Regions from separate parts of the Mus musculus genome. Here region 1 is linked to region 2. Evidence: chromatin contacts called from public ChIA-PET data. All regions are on one chromosome and are shown on one strand. Each heading gives the region's core, a stretch centred on a gene start, on an enhancer-like site or on the middle of the called end of the contact. The rest is flanking DNA. Distances are from core to core; before and after follow the strand shown.

Region 1 (2,700 bases), core at 89-2,588, 370 kb before region 2:
GCTAAGTTCTCCAGGTAGCCCTTGATTTATGATCCTCCTGCCTAACACTTCCTGGGTGCTGGGATCACAGACATGCACCACCAAGCGCATTATGGGGTGCTAGGACCAAGTCCGGAACTTTCTACAGGCTAGGCAAGCAAGCCGCTAATTTCTTGATAAAGGGAAGTCAAACACACACACACACACACACACACACACACACACACACACACACACACACACACACGCCGGCCAGAGAGAGGAAGTCCCAGTTCCTGCCCGCATCTCACGCTGACTTGCTGTGCCCAGGAGTAGCATCACCTTGGGGCCTCCCCACTTCTCTACCTCTCATTGGCTCAGAGACTCAACGGCCCTCCCCTCCCCGGGGCTTGAATGTTCCTGTGAATCTCTTCATGTGCCCCGGAAACCCACAGAGCTTCTTCCAATCTGTTAAAGGAAGGATTCTGCAAGGACTAGGATCGAGGCACTTCTATGACCAGCCAGCAGAGATTCCATGCTCAGTATGTGGCCTAGGCTAAAGCACACCAAGTTACACTCAGACATTTTGGGCTAACCTCTGGTGTTTAGTGAGCACTCACTATAGCCTGGAGCCCCTTTGCTCAGATGTCCGCTTTGTAGTCCTCATCAGAGGTCAGAACAGTTAGAACCTCTCCAGGTGAAATCTCGAAGTTGCCAACAGGGTCCAGGAAACCCTGGGTCTTAACTGCTGTGTCTGAGCATCTGCTGTAAAAGTAAAGATGGCGCGTGGAGCAGAAGAAATCAAGGCTCTGCCGATCGCGAGGGGGGTTGACAGAGGCTGTGTGGGCCTCTTCTGCCTCTACCGGCCTCCCAGGAAATGGGAGAGGATTTCAATCAGACAGCGGACGGGCTGGTCCACGTGCGTCCCCCACCCCACCCCCGCTACCCCCACCACGTGGAGAAGTTCAAGTGGTCGGACCTGGTTCTTCCCTCTGCCTTCACACTGCTGTCTTCTTTGGAGTCCTGTGTCGTCAGTCCACCATATCCCTCGGCCCCACCCCCTCTTGGAGAGAAACTTCTGCCAGGGCGCACCTGTAGGGTGAGTGCGTGGGTGTGAGAGGTGGACGAGGAAGGGAGGTTTCTAGAGGAAATATTTCACAGAGAGAGAGAGAGAGAGAGAGAGAGAGAGAGAGAGAGAGAGAGAGAGAGAGAGAGAGAGAGAATGTGCGTGTGTGTGTGTGTGTGTGTGTGTGTGTGTGTGTGTGTGTGTGTGTGTGTGTGTAAGCACTACTCCTTTAGTGACCTAAAGGAAACCAGCGTGTGGTTATGCTGATAATGCCCAGCAGCGAAACCTCAGAGGATTGAATGGCAAGCCCTGGTTGGTTCCTGCAGACCCAGGCAGGATGCCTGAGTTCTCTCTTGAGGGCAATGGGGCACTATGGGAGAGTTTGGAGGGAAACGTGCGAATGCAATTTCCTGACATCCGATTTTGCTGTAATAAACACCGGCTTGATTGCCATGGCCTGTCCAGCCTGCTTTCTTCTATTTGTCTTTCTCTCTCTCTTACTTTCTTTCAGTTTTATTTCTTTTCTTTTCTTTCTTTCTTTCTTTCTTTCTTTCTTTTTTTTTTTTTTTTTTTTTGAGCCAGGGACACACTAGGCAAGTACCCCACCAGCTGAGCCACACCCCCAAGCCCAGGATTTGGATTTTATTCTGAATAAAGCTGAAGAGGAGTCACGGGGGTGAGGGGGTGGGGATGGGGGTGGGAGTGGGGGGGGGGGCCAGCACACTGAAGTCTTAGCAATCAGGGTAGGAGGCTGAGGCCCAGGGACTGTCTTCCCAGACAAGCAACGGCCATCTTAGACATCTTAGACAGCCCAGCTGTGCCTGCTTGCAAAGGATGTCCCATCTGGGCTGGTTGGCAGTTTGTGTCCTCTCATGGAAGTTTAGGAAGGGTCATGACAGCCACACTTAAAGTTCCCAGCCACTCCCTGCTACCTGCTGACAGCTCTGGACTAATTGCACATGGCCTCTCTGAAGGGCTGGAGTATATAGCCACAGAAGATGAAAGCTTAGGCCCACTGGGTTTAGGTGTGGCCTATTGTGTTTTTTTTTTTTCTTTTAAGGATTTATTTATTTTACTTATATGAATACACTGTAGCTGTCTTCAGACACACCGGAAGAGGGCTTCAGATCCCATTACAGATGGTTATGAGCCACCATGTGATTGCTAGGAATTGAACTCAGGACCTCTGGAAGAGCAGTCAGTGCTCTCAACAACTGAGCCATCTCTCTAGCCCTCACTTAAGCTCTTTAAGGAACCCCAATAATCACATTGGTCCCAGGGTGAACTTGGTGGCATTGTGCCTCGCTTTGCTGCTAGGACCTTAGGAGAAGAAGCCAGTGTTGACTCTCCCCCCCTGGGAAGGGATTTAAACAAGCCTGACGGAACTAATTACACCCCCTGATTCTAGCGCTGCAGAGGCACAGAGAGGACGATCCTTGGGGCTCACCAGCCTAATCAGGGAGCCTCAAATCCCAGTGAGACCAGAGAGAGAGACCCTGCCTCAAAATCAATAAATTAATTAAAAAAGCACATCTGCATTAAACCCTCCTCACAGAAATGTGTTGTGCACATGACTGCAAGGGTCACTGAGTAGACTGAGGGAGTATGCATGGTGAGCTTGCTGCTGTGCCTGGCACGGTAAGTATTAGCCCAATCCGTAGTAGGTGTCGTTGTTG
Region 2 (2,700 bases), core at 162-2,661:
TTTACCCGGTGGGCATCTTCACTGCCCTAACTGCCTATGTGTTGCTTACTTAGCGGAGTTGGCTGGGAACTGGAAGGAACGGCTGGTTCTGGAACTCAGTGTCACTGGGTTTTACAAAAAGCAAACTAAGAAGACTTAATTCAGATAAAGGCGCCCCCCAGTGTCTCTGCAAGTCAGAGGAGGGTCTTTTTAGCTACAGCAGACGTCATCATGAATTCATGCAAAGTCAGCCACAGTGCCTTGGCAAGGAGACTGGGCTGTTAGGCATGCTATTTTTATTTATTTATTTGTTTGTTTGTTTGTGTTTCCAGACACCACCAACTGGCTAGGTTTTTTTTTTTTTCCCCTTTTGGGGTAGGGATGGAACCCGGAGTCTTGGGTATCTAGCTATGATGTTTACCTAGGTGCATCAACCACAGGCACCACTTAAAATAAGCCCAGAGGGGGGCTACAGAGATGGCTCAGCGGTTAAGAGCACTGACTGCTCTTCTAAAGGTCCTGAGTTCAATTCCCAGCAACCACATGGTGGCTCACAACCATCCATAATGAGATCTGATGCCCTCTTCACAATGTACTTACAAATAATAATAAATAAATCTTAAAAAAAAAAAAAGCCCAGAGGATGCCAGCGACTCAGCTCCCACAACCTCCGGTAAGGACCCCATCTAATTCTAAAGACCTGTCTCCCCCGCTACATAAAAGGGTTGCTACATAAAAGGGTTGCTATAGGGCTGGAGAGATAGGTGGCTAACAGTTAAGAACACTTGAAGAGGATCTACCTCACAACTGCCTGAAACTCCTACACCAGGCAGGCAACGCCAGCACTGGACTCCGTGGATGCCTGAACTCAAAACACCAAGGCAAGAAAACCCAAGCTATAAGACTAGTGAAGATGGAGCTGAGCGGTAGAAGTTTGCTTCAATCCCCAGGACTACACTAAACAAGCCCACACCAGCCTCTTGTCCACAGAACCACACTCAGTTTAGAGCTGCGGGAAAGGAACCAGACAGCACTTGTGCTTGTCTGTTTTCGGCTCAGACTTCATTTACTCTGACTTCCCCAGTAAACTCCATAAGGGCAGGGACTTGTGCATTCTCACTGTATTCTCAGCTTTCGGTCTTGCACGCAGCAGCAGGTTAACAAAAGTTAGCGTAGGGAAAAAGGGGTGACTGTAGGAAGGGAACAGAAAGCCTAGAAAAGAAAGGAAGCGAGGCCTGTATTCCCTGCCGAGACCGAGCTCCTGGGAAACTACAACTCCCAACATGCCTCGGACCCAGCGCAGCCGTGCCCGGCCCTTGTGGGCCTTGCGTGCCTAGAGAGCGCATGCGGGACGCGGCGCCCGCTGGGACTTGTGGTTCCTGCCGCGGTGTGTAGGGGGTGGGGCCGGCATGGAGGCGGGCGGGGGCCGGGGGCGGGCGCGGCCCCTCCCCCGTCACTTCCTGCCAGGCTGCGGGCCCCGAGCCGCTCTTCAGCGTTTGCGCTGGCTGTCGTCGCGTCTGTGTGCGCTCCCCCTTCTTCTGAGCCCCGGCCTGGCGGCGCCCGCCTTCGCCTCCGCCACTCCGCCTCTTCCCTCCTCTGGTCGGTCCCTTTTTCCTCGCCGTCTTCACTTGCTTCTTCACCTCCTCGCCGCCGCCCAAGACCGCCGGCCCCGGGACGAGCTCTGGGGAAGCAGCCAGGTAAGGCGGCCGGTCCGGGCCGGGTCGGAGCGGGTCGCGGAAGGACCCACGCAGGCACGGCGTCAGCGGGAGGTGGGCGGCGGGTGGGCTAGGCCTTGCGGGCGCGCGAGCCGCGGCCCAGGCCCGTCTCCGCCTGCGGGGCCTTCCCGGAGGAGGCGGGCCCTCCGCGCCGCTCGTGGGCCCTGTGCCGGAGTTAACGCGGGGGGCGCGGGCGGGCAGGGGCAGCGTCGGTCCGGAGGCCCCCCGGGTTTCGGTGCTATGCACAGTGTCGCGGCCAGTGCCGAGCCGCGGGATGAGGTGCCAATTCCCGGCTCGGCCCCCTTCGTCAGTCACTTCGTATTCTTTGTGTCTCTGTTATGAGGGGGAGAAGGAGGGGGAATAGTATTAATCCTGTCCCAACCCGGTCCCTGCCTCTTCAGGCTGTGAAGTTGTGCAGTGAAATGGGGCGTGTAAAGTGCTTATCAGTGTGCCAGACCCACGTCGTGTCCCAATAAGCCGTTTGCATAATTTATTAAGATGATATGAAGGTATAATTTAGGGTGCAGACGGAACATAAGTTGACCTTCCTTTCCACTAGGGTTTTCTCCGAGGCAGAAGAATCCCGCGTGCCCACTGGCAGTGCCTGAGCATTGTGCTCGCTTGGCACCAGAGAGGGGCGGGCGCTTAATGGGGACACTGTAGCAGACAGGGTATGGATGTAAAGCCATCATCATGTCTGTGAAACCAGCTGTAGGGACTTCACCGGCTCCCCTAGGCTCCGCACCCTGTCCCATGTCTCCCTGCCACCATCCAGAACCTTATTGCCATTCCTTTTTATGAGAAAGTTGCTGGCATAAGCTTCTCTTGGGTTTAGCAGACCTTTTTGGAGCCTTCTTGTGTGTCAGGCTCTGGAGGTGGAGTATGCAAAGATTCGAAAACCGTGGTTTCCTGGTTCGCATCTGTAGCTCTTAACTTTCTTTAGCTGAGGCCCTCCCTAGTTATCAGTTTCTCTTAAGCTCTGGCCTCACCTCCCTACTTATGGGCG

The links. ChIA-PET counts read pairs in DNA pulled down with a chosen protein or histone mark.
Region 1: an RNA polymerase II ChIA-PET map of memory CD8 T cells shows a contact between it and region 2, with 40 read pairs. The contact joins the enhancer-like site here to the promoter of Stau1 in region 2. A contact is called at or near these places in 6 of 39 promoter capture datasets (fetal liver, hippocampal neurons, liver and 2 more) and 2 of 115 datasets of contacts at active chromatin or transcription factors (memory CD8 T cells and pancreatic cancer cells).

The regions. Positions count from the first base shown.
Region 1 is chr2:167,366,164-167,368,863 of GRCm38.p6, reverse strand. No RefSeq gene overlaps it. Among named protein-coding and RNA genes, the nearest start is that of B4galt5, 18 kb to the right of the region's middle. Within about 2 kb of position 1,338, at least 123 of the 459 cell types and tissues checked have an H3K27ac peak or open chromatin away from gene starts, as enhancers often do. A contact at or near this core is called in memory CD8 T cells and pre-B cells, where this site is marked.
Region 2 is chr2:166,995,010-166,997,709 of GRCm38.p6, reverse strand. Stau1 (staufen double-stranded RNA binding protein 1) reads left to right here and starts at 1,411. Exons shown (of 12, transcript NM_001109906.2): 1 at 1,411-1,676.